Linked DNA regions of Mus musculus: all the other regions are linked to region 5. The links are chromatin contacts, called in public Hi-C and HiChIP or PLAC-seq maps. All regions are on one chromosome and are shown on one strand. Each heading gives the region's core, a stretch centred on a gene start, on an enhancer-like site or on the middle of the called end of the contact. The rest is flanking DNA. Distances are from core to core; before and after follow the strand shown.

Evidence for each region. Hi-C and Micro-C count contacts between places; a contact is called where the count stands out from the background. HiChIP or PLAC-seq counts read pairs in DNA pulled down with a chosen protein or histone mark.
Region 1: an H3K27ac HiChIP or PLAC-seq map of embryonic stem cells shows a contact between it and region 5, with 4 times the contacts expected there. The contact joins the enhancer-like site here to the promoter of Smim20 in region 5. A contact is called at or near these places in 13 of 39 promoter capture datasets (the 3T3-L1 cell line, the C10 cell line, cranial neural crest and 6 more), 1 of 15 datasets of contacts at CTCF or cohesin (the NIH/3T3 cell line), 10 of 484 Hi-C or Micro-C datasets (the HL-1 cell line, Th1 cells, adipose-derived mesenchymal stem cells and 6 more), 15 of 115 datasets of contacts at active chromatin or transcription factors (the 230-238 cell line, acute myeloid leukemia, astrocytes and 7 more) and 4 of 9 other capture datasets (adipose tissue, embryonic stem cells, liver and 1 more).
Region 2: a contact with region 5 is called in an H3K4me3 HiChIP or PLAC-seq map of bone marrow-derived macrophages, with 4 times the contacts expected there. The contact joins the enhancer-like site here to the promoter of Smim20 in region 5. A contact is called at or near these places in 1 of 39 promoter capture datasets (the 3T3-L1 cell line), 2 of 484 Hi-C or Micro-C datasets (liver and nephron progenitors) and 3 of 115 datasets of contacts at active chromatin or transcription factors (bone marrow-derived macrophages, extraembryonic endoderm stem cells and stem cell-derived neural progenitor cells).
Region 3: a Hi-C map of effector CD8 T cells shows a contact between it and region 5, with 4 times the contacts expected there. The contact joins the enhancer-like site here to the promoter of Smim20 in region 5. A contact is called at or near these places in 5 of 39 promoter capture datasets (the 3T3-L1 cell line, embryonic stem cells, hippocampal neurons and 1 more), 1 of 484 Hi-C or Micro-C datasets (effector CD8 T cells), 4 of 115 datasets of contacts at active chromatin or transcription factors (embryonic stem cells, memory CD8 T cells and trophoblast stem cells) and 2 of 9 other capture datasets (adipose tissue and liver).
Region 4: a contact with region 5 is called in an H3K4me3 HiChIP or PLAC-seq map of bone marrow-derived macrophages, with 4 times the contacts expected there. The contact joins the enhancer-like site here to the promoter of Smim20 in region 5. A contact is called at or near these places in 7 of 39 promoter capture datasets (the 3T3-L1 cell line, 3T3-L1-derived adipocytes, embryonic stem cells and 2 more), 8 of 484 Hi-C or Micro-C datasets (the G1E-ER4 cell line, the N1E-115 cell line, adipose-derived mesenchymal stem cells and 5 more), 4 of 115 datasets of contacts at active chromatin or transcription factors (bone marrow-derived macrophages, extraembryonic endoderm stem cells, intestinal crypt epithelium and 1 more) and 2 of 9 other capture datasets (adipose tissue and liver).

What each region holds. Positions count from the first base shown.
Region 1 is chr5:53,670,405-53,673,104 of GRCm38.p6, reverse strand. No RefSeq gene overlaps it. Among named protein-coding and RNA genes, the nearest start is that of Cckar, 36 kb to the left of the region's middle. Within about 2 kb of position 1,399, at least 28 of the 459 cell types and tissues checked have an H3K27ac peak or open chromatin away from gene starts, as enhancers often do. A contact at or near this core is called in embryonic stem cells, stem cell-derived epiblast-like cells and trophoblast stem cells, where this site is marked.
Region 2 is chr5:52,909,125-52,911,824 of GRCm38.p6, reverse strand. No RefSeq gene overlaps it. Among named protein-coding and RNA genes, the nearest start is that of Gm30241, 26 kb to the right of the region's middle. Within about 2 kb of position 1,339, at least 71 of the 459 cell types and tissues checked have an H3K27ac peak or open chromatin away from gene starts, as enhancers often do. A contact at or near this core is called in bone marrow-derived macrophages, where this site is marked.
Region 3 is chr5:53,565,231-53,567,930 of GRCm38.p6, reverse strand. It overlaps a transcript of Rbpj not described here. Among named protein-coding and RNA genes, the nearest start is that of Gm40304, 19 kb to the right of the region's middle. Within about 2 kb of position 1,275, at least 70 of the 459 cell types and tissues checked have an H3K27ac peak or open chromatin away from gene starts, as enhancers often do. A contact at or near this core is called in effector CD8 T cells and memory CD8 T cells, where this site is marked.
Region 4 is chr5:52,864,849-52,867,548 of GRCm38.p6, reverse strand. Anapc4 (anaphase promoting complex subunit 4) reads right to left here. Exons shown (of 28, transcript NM_024213.2): 27 at 1,532-1,655; 28 at 815-1,154. The coding sequence ends at 930. Among named protein-coding and RNA genes, the nearest start is that of Gm30241, 19 kb to the left of the region's middle. Within about 2 kb of position 1,273, at least 86 of the 459 cell types and tissues checked have an H3K27ac peak or open chromatin away from gene starts, as enhancers often do. A contact at or near this core is called in the N1E-115 cell line, adipose tissue, bone marrow-derived macrophages and 1 more, where this site is marked.
Region 5 is chr5:53,265,721-53,268,420 of GRCm38.p6, reverse strand. Smim20 (small integral membrane protein 20) reads right to left here and starts at 1,315. Exons shown (of 3, transcript NM_001145433.1): 1 at 1,063-1,315. The coding sequence starts at 1,177. It overlaps Gm40303 (a long non-coding RNA gene), which reads left to right and starts at 1,294. Exons shown (of 2, transcript XR_868423.2): 1 at 1,294-2,633.

The sequences.
Region 1 (2,700 bases), core at 150-2,649, 400 kb before region 5:
GCAAGCCCCTTACACACATTGTAGGTATTTTCTTGTGAGAGGGAGAGTGCCAAAGCACAACTGAGAGACTTTAGAGATGGTGACACGGGCCAGTCCCCTGAGACACAAGACAAGGGTGGAGGTGTGTGTGTGTGGGGGGGGGGGGGGATCTTGGGTCAGCATCACCACCACCTGGAACGTCTATAAAATGTCACTTCTTAAGCCCAACACAGCCTTCCTGATTCAGATACTGTGGGAGTGAAGCCCAGAAACCCTCAGGTGAGTCTTCAGGTAAGACATATACATATATATATATATACATATATATATATATATATATATATATATATACATACATATATATATGCATATAGATATTGATATATAGATATATATCCAGTATAACTATCATTATAAGGCAGGTGGGTCCAAACATCTGTTCTCTGTGCCTAACCTGTCCATTTCACACTCAAAAGTAGGATCTGTGATGGTTTGTGACACTCCAGTTCTGAAACTGGGTTAGCACAGCACATGGACGACCTTCCCCACTACTGACCACAGGGAGGCAGCAGAGAGTCACATGAGAGTCCACACAGAGCAAGAAGACCCCGCCTGGACTCCATCACCCTGTAAACTGGTGTCACTTCAGAAGCTGTGCTCGAGTCCAGCCCTGTACGGGGATTTGATGACTCTCCTTGGGATCCAGGTTTCCATCCCAACACAGCAGAACTTTGGAATGAGCGTAAACCTAGAGGGCAACTTGCCCTGGCAAGGTGAGGTTGGGTTGCAAGCAGAAATTAGGAATTGTCAGAGGTCTTGGGGAGCCTCCAGCCTCATGAGGCAGTGGTTCTCTCCGATGATAGGATGAAAAGACGCTAGGGTTGGGGGAGGTGGATTAGCTAATAAAGTGTTAACCACACAACCACGAGGACCTGACTCAATCCCACCACTCACACAAAAAGAAAAATGAATAAATGAATACATGAATGAATGAACAAGCAAATATGTAGTCTTGGGCACATGGCTACAATCTTAGTACTGGGGAGGCAGAGACAAGAGGGCTTCCTGGGACTAGCTGGCCAGCCAGAAGGTACTAAGACATCTCTTTCCCTTATTCAAATTAGAAGGACATGCTCCTGGTTCCAGGTGCTGCTCAGGGGCTTGAGGGGGACAGCATCTGGAGCCCCCAGCAAGCCTAATCCTCGGGACAGTGCTCTGCTGCTCCAGGTGAGCCCTGTTTCTTGTCGATCAAACCTCTGAGAAAGCTAGGCTGATTCCAGCCCTAAAAACCCTGGCTCCAGACTGCTAATCAGAAACTGCCCCATCACCTGACCTTCAGCAAGGACAAAGGGCCAGCAGTTTCCAGCCTCCACACCAGGGGAATGGAATGTCCTTAGAGTTGAAGTAAGACAAAGCCCACCAACCCCGGGATTCCTCAGAAACAGCTTGCAGTCACCACGCCCTGGTAATGGTTTCGGAATGCCTAGAGATAAAGTAGACAAAGCCTGCCTTCCACAGAATTCCCCTAATGTGCTATAAACTGGGCCTGCAAGCTCACTTGGGGGGTGAGGATGCCTCTTTATCTTGGTAATGGGAGACCCCAGCATGCTGGACTTCTGCAGATTAAAAACACTCTTTGCATTTACATACTATTTAAGACTGGGGCATCATTCTTCAGTCAATCGCGGAACCTTACTTCCCAACCAAGATCACTGAGGAAAAAGATTTTGACGGGCAGTGGTGGCGATCGCCTTTAATCCCAGCACTTGGGAGGCAGAGGCAGGCAGATTTCTGAGTTCGAGGCCAGCCTGTTCTACAGTTAGTTCCAGGATAGCCAGGGCTACACAGAGAACCCTGACTCGGGGGGAGGGGGAGGGATGGGTAACGAAAAAAAAAAATGATTTCGTTATTTTGTTAAGGTGGAAAAAAATTAATGGAATGTAAGGTTTTAAATATAAGAGAGAGAGAGAGAGAGAGAGAGAGAGAGAGAGAGAGAGAGAGAGAGAGACCTGTTCATTTCTCGATCCTTCTGGTGTTTTGTAATGAGGTGGCATCTTATCGGGGGGGGGGGGGGGGGGCATGCTGAGGATCCCGCCCCCAGTACCAGCCATACGCCTGGTCTAGTATAAAATGAAGTTTATTTGGGGCACGAGAAGGGGGGTGAGAATTGAGTGGAGGCAGAGAAAGCGAGGGGACAGAGCACAGAAAGAGAGAGAGAAAGGGTGGGTGGGAGCCAGGCAGGAACATGGAGGGAGGGCAGAGAGACGGAGTGGAGGAGGAAGAGGAGAGAGAGGAGAGGAAGAAGAGGAAGGCGGAGGGGGAAGAAGAAAAGAGAAGACAGGGAAGGCGAACAGTCCTTTTGCAAGCCAGGCTCACACCTGGCTGATGGTAGGTAACTGCTGGGCGGAGCCTAGAAGAAATGCATGCAGGGCCAAATTCTTTACCTCAGGACTGGGTCCACTCAAAGTTTTCTGTCACCCTCAAATCTTTGACTTATTTAAACTATACTTTTCCCAGTCACTTGTGAAACTAAAGGTTTAAAGAGGCACGGAGAAGTGAGGCTATCAACAAAGGTTAGATGAAGGGCTGTACCTGAGCCAACCCTTATCCAGGCACTGCTCCACTCTTCTCCCTGACACCTCCCACTGGCCTGTCTGGAGCTGAGCAAACACTCAGTTTCTGACCACTCAGGGCCACAATCCTAGACCTTCCTCCCACGGA
Region 2 (2,700 bases), core at 90-2,589, 360 kb after region 5:
CTGACATCAGTCAAAGGCACCAATGCCACCACACCCACCCACCTCCCCGACCCACCCCAGGCTTCCTGAGACACCTGGGACTGGTTCTGCAGCAATTGTCTTCAACATTCAGATGTCAATTAATATTAATATTCAGATGAAGAAGCTGGGCCACGCCCTTCCTGTCTGGGTTCCAAATCGCACAAAGGACCTTATGTGTCTCTAGGCCGGCCAAGCACACACATAGCCCCAGTCCAACAAAAGACAGAACTCGAGGTGCCCACACAAATGAGCATTTGATGATCCATCCATTCAAGGACTACCCATCCTAGCCTCAATGTATAGAGTGGGGCTGGGTGGGGCCTAAGATACAAAGATGGCGATGACACGGGGTGCTTGCTCATGTCATCCCTCTCTTTAGAATGTCCTCGGGAGTTTCTACCTCATCACCAGTTCCTACTTGTCTTACCTCCTTCCATCTGCTTTTTCCATCCCTCAGGGCTAAATTGAAGTCCATCTCCCCTTACCCAAGCCAGATTTAAGACCCTCTGTGCCATGCCCCACTCAGCCCACCTCATGATGAGCTGTGTCCCTGCATGGTGGCCACGGGTCTCCTTCCTTCTCTACATCCCTTCCTGCAGATCAATATTGTTCCTTTCTTACATAGACACGTTACCAACCCAGGGTTGTGAAATGTAGTTAAAGCTTGACAAACGTACACGGGGCAGTTATTTTTAATACAGTTTCTCGATAGTCGAAAAAGTGAAAAGTCTGAATTTTTAGTCCGTAATACATAAGCAAGAGCCCTTGCTGTTCGTTCTGGAAATCCTGAGCTGTAACTATTGTAAAAGGCTGTGAATTTAAAATAGTCAATGATGTGAAGCGCAGAGCAGGAGACAACGGCAGCATTACAATATGCTGCTGCTATGAGTCGATGTTAATAATAATAGCAATGACATTTAAATTTGTCCAGAAGGCAAGGATGAAAGTCAAGAGACCTGGATTTGCCCTTCAACTGTGACTTTCAGACTGTAGACCTTGGGCAACCCCTGTGGATTCCAAGGGATGGCGGCCTGTAAATGCAAAGGGAGTTCTGCTTTATCTCTGGGAAGCGCTGGAAGCCACCTCGAGTCTGTGACAGGTGGAGTCCATGACCGGTGCTTGCAGAGACACACACAAGCACAGTGTGACTGACATTCCCGCTTACAGAACAAGCGTCAGTTTAATTCAGTTCTGAGCCCAGTAGGTGCCATTAAGTCTCAAAGAAACGCGGGCAAGTTTCTCTCAGTACCTGTGGCTCCTCCCAGCACATCTCACCCCGCCCCCTCTGCTAAGCCTCCCTCTCCTGGGGCTGGGCTTCCGGTCCCTCACCCCACCCCCGCCCCTTCGTAGTCTATTCTTTGTGTAACTCGGACATTTTGGCTATGCACCCTCCTGATCCTGATCTCTTGCTGGCTGTCTCCCTTCCTAGATCACCCCGGGACCACTTACTTGCCCGCTCTGTTTTCTGTCACTCTCCCCTCCTCTCACTCCTCTCTCGGCCGGCTCTGTTCATATCTACAGCAAATCTTCTCAACCATATCTCGGAACATATGAGTCATATCCTCATTTTTTCATTCAGATCCCACATCCCAACTCTGCAACTGTGTTCTTGAAGATACTCTTGTTCCTTTTTTGATAAATGCTCAGACTTCTCATTGTTCCCTTGTTGGGAGGTGGGGAGTGCACGCTGGGGGTTTTGTTGTTATTGCTATTATTGTTTGGTTTTGTTGCTGTTTAATGGTTTTTGGTTTGGTTTAGTTTTGGACAGGATTTTTTTTCTGGGCAGCCCTGGTGTCTTAGTTAGGGTTTCTATTCCTGCATAAAACATCATGACCAAGAAGCAAGTTGGGGAGGAAAGGGTTTGTTCAGCTTACATTTCCACATTGCTGTTCATCACTTAAGGAAGCCAGGACTGGAACTCAAGCAGGTCAGGAAGCAGGAGCTGATGCAGAGGCCATGGAGGTATGTTACTTACTGGTTTGCTTCCCCTGGCTTGCTCAACTTGCTTTCTTAAAGAACCCAGGACTACCAGCCCAGAGATGGCACCACCCATAATGGGCCTTCTCCCCTTGATCACTAATTGAGAAAATGCCTTACATCTGGATCTCATGGAGGCATTTTCTCAACTGAAGCTCCTTTCTCTGTGATAACTCCAGCCTGTGTCAAGTTGACACAAAACTAGCCAGTATACCACCTGGCTATCCTAGAGCTCACCCTATAGACCAGGGTAGCCTTGAGTTCAGAGATCTGCCTGTCTCTGCCTTCTGAATGCTGGGATTAAATGCACATGGCACTGTGCCTGACTCCTTGCTATAACTCTTTTTTTTTTTTTTTAAATTTTTTTTTTTAGATTTATTTATTTATTTATTTATTTATTTATTTATTATATGTAAGTACATTGTAGCTGTCTTCAGACACTCCAGAAGAAGGAGTCAGATCTCGTTACGGATGGTTGTGAGCCACCATGTGGTTGCTGGGATTTGAACTCCGGACCTTCGGAAGAGCAGTCGGGTGCTCTTACCCACTGAGCCATCTCACCAGCCCCGCTATAACTCTTAAACATACTTTTAAAAAGTGCCGTCACCAAAGCTCAAGTGGTTCCTGGGCAGCCTTTGAAGAAGGAACTGACCCCGGCAGGCAACAAGAAGCCTAGAACACAGTGAAGTCTGGGTTGTTAGC
Region 3 (2,700 bases), core at 26-2,525, 300 kb before region 5:
TGCTAGGGGAAAAAGGGAACGTCACTTCACACAGGCCAGCTGGCCTCATAATAAAACTTTCTTTTACCTACTAGTGAATTTGACTCAGTTAAGATGATCAAAGTAAGCCGGGCATGGTTGCACACACCTTTAATCCCAGCACTCGGGAGGCAGAGGCAGGCAGTTCGAGACCAGCCTAGTCTACAAAGTGAGTTCCAGGACAGCCAGGGCTACACAGAGAAACCCTGTCTCGAAAAAACAAAAACAAAAAAACAAAACAAAACAAAAAACAAAAAAAGATGATCAAAGTACTTTAAGTCTGCACTCCAATAGGAAGGTTGTCAGACACCTGAGCAGAAAACAATAACCCTCAATTTGGAGTTCACTTGATAAACTCCAGCACTCGGTTGATAGTACACTCTTTCAGAGTTTATAGGTTTGGCTCTTTCTACTGTTCCTTGGTGAAAGCTACATGGGAAAAGTAAGAAGTGCAGTGTGTCTTGATACCAATCATTAGCTTTGGTATTACAGACTCCTTTGAGTGAATGTGCATACGCCCTGGGCTCTGCAAGCATCGGGTGCTTTTTATCCCTATTGAGAGGTGAAATGCGAATCCAAAATTCAACTGATTTATCCTGGGATACCCCAGGTCAGATGCAGATAAAAATCAAGGCTGGCGATGTCTAACGGCTCTGCGCAGAGCTGGCTCCTTGGTATGGCATGAGGTCCTGGGCTCAAGCTCCAGGACTTCAGAGAAGAGACAAGGGGTAGCAGGAAGAGGGAAGGACAGAAACAGATGCTAAAGATGGTTATCTTCTCCCTGAGCCCAAACCTGTTTGTACCACCTCCACTGTTTGCCCAACCCTGCTTTTGCATTGTCGAATCGACTTTAAAAGGGACTTAAGCGTGGCACAAGGAGTTGGGTATGTGAAGGAACTTGGACATAACCGCTTCACTCTGAAGTACAAACTCGAGAGTCCCGAGGCCCCACTTTTGCCTTGCAGATCACACATCGACCATGCTAACTAACCCTCAGAGATAATTATCAGCCCATGATGCTGATGGGTACCAGATAATTCTAACGTGGTCTTGGCTCTGTCTTCTGAGAAGCTGCTCGATGTTTCCTGCTTGGGCCTGGCAAGCTTCACAGGGTTCCTAAGAAGAACCTCTACTTTCCTTTGTCCCTCCCAGAGAGGCGATGCATTTTCACTTCACGATGATTAAAACCCAGCGGCCTACGATACTATATTAGTTCACCCAGGCTTCTCAGAATCGTGTGTTAAAATCGAAACTGAAACATCATGGAGGTGGGAAGGTCTACTCATTAGAGTAGGTGATCCTGCCAGTTCCTGTAGAGCTATTCTGAGTGTTGGTGCTATTAAAAAAATAGGCATGAGATTCATGGTAGATCTCTAGATAAGGCTGTTCTCCTAAACAAATTTTGAAGAAATAATGGATTTGTAGACCATTAAAATTTACTGAGGACTAAAAGGAGAAATAACAAGGTGTCTTCATGTTAAACTTTGCTGCAGAGGTAAGGAGCCAAGAACTATTTTGAAATGACTCTCTGACTTAATTGTTCTTCACTCTCATGCCAACGTGTGTGTGTGTGTGTGTGTGTGTGTGTGTGTGTGTGTGTGTGTGTGTTAAAGTACTGCCACTTTTCTGGGAGAGAGATGAACTATTCGCATAGGCTAGTGCACACACTAGGAGGCTCTCTACAGCTTCCCCATCCTACCTTATCTCTTTGAAGTTTGACCCTGCAGCACAACTGGACTCCATCCTCCTTTAAATCATCCACCCCCTGGATACTGCCTGGTGGCATCTCACTGACTCCACTGGTTGGATATTCCTGACAAAAAGACATAAGATTGCTTGTGTTCCTTTCTCTAGCACCCGCTCACCTTGAATCGGTCTCCACCGTTAGACTAAAGATCAGGTGCCCCGGATACAACTTTGAGCTTGAGGTTATAGGCATTTATTTATAGGCCAGAAAGTTTCCTTCCAATGTTCGTAGTCAACAGATAGGAGTAGTTTAAAAAGATATTTGGGGGCTGGGGCTGGGGTTCAGTGGTAGGGTGTTCACCTAGCGTGTGAAAGGCTCCTGGCGTGAATTTCACACACACACACCCATGCACATACACACACATACACACACACCACTGCTTCCAACAAACAAAGAGAGCCTTTTTAATAGCTCATCTTCACTGACTGTCAAGGGATTGTTTTCTTCTGGAGACACTCAACCGACATGGAATTGAGCTCTGCCCATCTACAAATCCCCTGTAGGGTTTGTGAAACAAGCCATAATCCCCCTCATGAAAACACACACTGGCTATTTATGCTCATGCTTGGTCCAAATATTACAATTGTTTCTGGATTTCTGCCACATTCCTCTCGAGATGGTCATTTGGGAGAGTTTGTTTATAATGTGTGTTTTGAATGAAATTTTAAAATTCCAAGACCACAGGATGTAAGACTCAATTGTGGGTTAAACTTCATTTTTGCATTCCCCCCCCCCCCCCCAAAGAGGGCTTACTTACATTACAGCGGTGAACAGTGAATAGAAAACAGGGCAAAGGTATGTTTTTGGTTTTGTTTCAGGGATCAGTATTTGAAAGACTATGAAAAGCACATGCTACCTTGAATGATGAGGGAAAGTTGTTTCGAAATGGCCTGTGGCATTCGGTTGTTGGTTCAGGTGAATTAAAACATTAAGTG
Region 4 (2,700 bases), core at 24-2,523, 400 kb after region 5:
CAGAAGTATAATCCTGTGCACTAGTTTCTGGTGCTCTGTAAGAACTAACCCCCACCCCCTCCAAAAACAAAAACAAAAACCCCGACACGGCAGACAATCAAAACAAGAGGCCGGTTGATGGCAAGGCTATAGATGATGGTCACAACGTCAAACTGTGCCACTGAAACGGACTATCTCCTAGTGAACTCATGACATCCAATTCTAGCTACAGCATCTTTTAACAATAAGTACTTAGCATGGTGACTAACTGGACATCCCCCAAAGTACAAAACTACTAGATTAGCTCACATACATAAACTCAGCTTTTTATATGTAACCATAGACCCAAGGTAATACTTCATGGTGTCCCTTTGGATTTACTCAACTATTCTGATTTTAAAAGATGGAATATTTTAGCATGTGATGAGTATAAAATTTTCAAGACTACGATTGGAAGGAAATAAAACTACAAAGCTAGGACACACATACACACACTGAGACAAGTAATTATTTAAGTATTTTTAAAAAGTACCCGAAATGCACCCAAATAGCTATTTAAACTTAGTTCAGGCTCGCCTTGAACTTTGCCAGCCTCCTCCCCGAGGTTCCAAAGTGCTGAATCACAAGCGTGTGTCCTCTATTCAAGTGTACCGCTCCTGCAACAGGAATAAGGAGAATCCCTTTTGACAGGAATGGCTTGCCTGGCTCTTCAGATCAAAGCTGTGTTTGTTTTCTTTAAACATTGGCTCTGCACAATATGAGGAAAAAACCCCAGCAAGAAAGGGGTCTGCCACAGTGACACTCCTCCACAAGGATGGAACAGAGTATGAAAAAATAAAATTTACCATTTATTTCTTTGATACACAGACAACTCAGTGTGACCGATACATTCTTAGTCCATCCACTACGTCTTTTTGCCACATTAACTAACACAATGCTGTCAAGCTGGGTCACGAGTCCAACTCAGGGTCAAGTTTCTCCACTTTGATGACTACGTCCGGGTCTAGGGCAGCAGCGTCTTGGTGAGCCTCTGTCTCTGACTCTGACAACACTTCCTCCTTGATCTTCACAGGCTTCCCGCCAGCCTCCTCCTCATCGTCTGAAGACTCGTCAATCTCCCACTCATCATCGATGTCCATTTCAAACACCCTCACATGCCGGAGGTTTGAACTTAACTAACGAAAACAAGGACAGAGGAATACTGTTTAAATGCACGGCTTAACAAACACATCACATATTGAGGAATTAAAATCAGAAGCTTAAATTAAAGGATGGCTTCACAGGAGTTCCTGATCATTTATCACAAAGCCACTCACAGCTCAGCTTTCACTTTCTGTAAAATAACCTCTAAGTAAAACAATTTATAAGATTAGCAAAATCCAGAGTTATTTTTACCTATTTAGTAAGCTTTGTCAGAATAAGAAACTAATACAGTTGAGGCTACTCCATGCTTATAATTAGCAGAAACTATGAATCATAAAATGACACAAAGAAAGGCCTTGGACGCCTGCCAGGGAGCACGGTCACATCCTGCACGGTCTGTAATACTCACCACACAGGACACTTTTCGAAGGCCGTTCCCAGCAACATACTGCGCTCTCATGCTTTCTAGCAGCCTCCAGTGTTTCTCAAAGTGCATGGTGCGTGTGGGGATAATGCTGCCCTGCTCGTCAAGCCTACGGACAACAACCAGCAGTTAGAAGGATCTCTCCTGCCTGCAGTATCAGGAGGCTCTTCTAGCCACACTCATTCTCAATAGAATCCTAGCAGCCACCACAAAACAGCTGTGATAAGACAGTTTGTAAAATACTGTGATGCCAAACACATAGAAAGTCACACTAGTTAAGGTTTGAATTCCTTTTCAACTGAAGTTACCTCTTAGGACAGGCATATACTCTCAAAATGAACAACGGAGCCTAAATCTGGAGAACACTAAATACAGATCTAAACTGAATTCCACTACTAACCAAAGCTAACGATGCATCTGAAAATGGAACAAAGCCACCCCATTGTTGGGGATCCTTTTTCTTTAATTGTTAAACCAAAGCAACAAAGTCAAGTCTGCAGGCCGAACCTAGCACACAGGCCTGTAACCCAGCCATCTGGAAACCCGTGAGGCCAGAGGATCACAAGCTACTGGCTACAGAATGAGTTCAAGACCAGCCTGGGCAACTTGGTAAGACTGTCTTAAATAAAAAGAGGGCTGGAGGGCTGCGTGTGGTGGCACAGGCCTTTAAAGACAGCACTCAGGAGGCAGAGGCAGGCAGAGTCCTATGAATTCAAGGCCAGCCTAGTCTACCTCGGGAGTTCCAGGCTAGCCAAAGGTACACAGTGAGACCCTGTCTCAACAAATAGGAAAAGAAAAATAAAAGCAAAAACACTGGAATATAGCACCATGGTAGAGTACCTTCTTAGCATGTGGGAAATCTAGGGTTAAATTTCTAGTATATCAACAATATAGAAATAAAAAACAAAAAAATACAAAGTAGGAATATTTCCATTCAGCTGCCTCTCAATAGTTATCCCTACTAAAACTAAGAAAAATCTATTATATGGCATGCCTAAAACAGTAAGAATCTTCGATTCATATTAGAATAGTTTCTAAACACACTTTTAATCCCCAGAGGGGATGTGTCTTCTTATGTTCAAAATCAGCCTGGTCTACACAGCAAGACTTTGTCTCAAAACAAAAAATGCAATGAAATAAATAAAAAAAAAAAC
Region 5 (2,700 bases), core at 66-2,565:
AAGCTGTCAGGGGATTCATGTGTGTACTTTAAAATGCTTTGCCTCCAGAAACCAAGTGTTATGGCGCTGGAGATGGTCAGAACATTTACATGAGGCTTGAAATCGCCAAGCTTCAGCCTCAGCTAATATTCCCCGGGGGCTGGGCTGGCCCTCTTCCATCTTCAAGATGATTCAGGTTTCCTGGAGAACAAAATGATCCTCTAATGCCTCATCTCTCCTCGCTGACAGATGGTTTCAGATGTATCAAAGTGCTAATCCTTGCTGAGGTATAGGTCTCCAGGAAGGAGTGTGGCTTTTAGAATGATAGGACCTGAATGATTAAGGAGGAAAATGACTCCCCGGACACTCGCCATTGTCATGTGAGCAGCCAGCTTAAAAATGAAGGAAACCAGCAGAATCTAAAAAAAAAAAAAACGATTTGAGGAAAAACTCAGAACCCAGGTTAACAGTTTAGCTTTGAAATATTTCCGCTCCAAGACATCTTAGGGATTGGCAATGATGCACCATAAAAACACCTTTCAACTCAGAATGATCAAAGCTCTCCACTATAGCACCATCTCAGCCTGGGTGGATGGAGCGGGGCTCTGCGGACAGACGCCTGGGTTGGAACATTTCCCTCACCACTTACTAGCTGTGTGACCTCCATCTGTAAAATGGGTAGCATCTACCCCAAGGGAAGCCCGTGCAAATTCAACGACTCGGTATATGCTTAACCCAAAACATTAAATCTTCAGTATATCAGTATATACTGTGTGTGAACTAGTGTTAGTGTTGACCTGCTGTGTGTAGGCTGCTTTCATACACATCACCTCTGTGACCCCTAAGATGCTCACAGTTTTGTTGCTGATCCTGCAAAAGATATGTAGAGCCTCAACATTGAAGGTCAGAGGTGGGGCCCCTTGTCCGTGGTCACCGGGCTGCACTGGGCGAGCCTGGAACCCGGGTAGCCTCACTCCCAAGTCCACATCCTTCCTCAGCACTCCTTGAACAGATAGGGTAGGGGCTTAAGGGCTTCGGGGTAGCGCTGGGAGCAGCCACTGCGCGGGGTCAGAGGTCACTCACGGTATTCCTCCAGCCGCATAAGGGGCCGGAAGTAGATGGGATAGAAGGCGGCGCCGACCATGGAGATGAAGCCTCCGAATATGAGCGCGGTGCGCAGGTTCCGGGCCGCTGCCATGGAGAGAAAGGGGGCAGCAGAGCCGGCGAAGGCCCCCGCACGTTTGGAAACTCGATTCCCGGCCTCAAGGTCGCGACCCAGCTCGGAAGAGGCGGAGCAGAGCTCGCTTCCGGGATCGGAGTGCAGGGAGGAGCCTCTGAGCTCGGAGGCGGGGCCTGGGCGCCTCTTAGTGGGGCGGGGTCATCCGAGGAAGGGCGCGGCATAAGGCGGGGCCTCAAACCAAGACCCGCCTCCTCGCCCTCCGGCTGCCATCGTGGAGGCCGAGACACTGGTGGCTTGTGCTGACTTGTATTTGGCTACACTCCTTTCTCGTGCCCTCTTTTTGACCTCTTACTGGCCCCGGGTCTGGGTCCTTCCTTCTCTGCTCCAATTACCACCTTCTGTCTTACTCTTCTGTTCCCAACAACTCTTTCTTACCCTTCCCCCTCATTAATGTGACATTTGGTGACTGGTGAGGCTAGAAGCCTCTGAAAGACTGGGCCTCCCTCTTTGAAAGCTGTGTGTGGGCATGAGCCACAAAGGAGCAAATCACCTGGTTCGAATGGTTTGCAAGGTATTTGCAAAATTAGTCACTGAGTCTTCTGACCCAAGACAGCCTTTCCTGGAGGGTGTTTGAGCACAGTAAGTGATCTAACTTTGATCCCTTGTCCTCTTTGCTCTCCATATTGTGTGTGCTGGGTTATGGGGGGAATTATACAGGGGTTTCAGAAAGTAGACAGGGATTCCCAAAACTAATCGAGGGCTGCAAACAAAAACTATTAAAATCTAGGAACAGCACAGAGTCAGTGGCAGGTCCCTAGGGCTCTGGCTCTTTGCCTGGGGCACAGCCTCTGAAGACTGACACCTGTTCCCTCATCCCGCCATGCTTGTGGGGATTGCTTTCCCCCACCTCTGCACCTGTTCTCCTTTACAGAGCCTGAGTCAGAAGATATGATCTCCTCAGGGGGCTGGGCAGCTAAGACCAACATTCCTTGGGCCTTCGCTCAATCCCTTAGAAATAGAAATGACACCAGTAGCGAGTCTGGGCTGCACAGAAGGTATTTATCTTGACCCCAGCAACATTATTTAGTCCAGAGAAGATCTGCAATCTCTCAGAAATGATGTGGTGAACACAGGTCTTTTCCTCTGTAGTTTTGTAGTCGAATCAAGATTCCATCTACCTCTGACTCTAGCAGCATATAAATCAGTCGTTCAATCTGTCAGCAGATTTATGGACTATCTGGCTAGGCCCCCCGAACAGCAGGCAAAGTGCTAAGGGGGACACGAGATGAATGAGACATGACCTCTGCACTCCAGGATCCTACCACGGAACAAATACATGAAACGATAACTAATCCCGGATGCCGCCTGTTGCCGATGACTGATGCAGTCCCACGGGCAACCGAAGTACAGGGAGGAAGACAAATGACTGTGCAGTAAGATGGCTGCTCCTCAGGCCCCCTCAGGAACTTGTTAGGTAAGGAGACAAGGCTGCACAGCAAAGAGGGAACGTGTGATACATGAATTAAACACAGGAAGGAAGA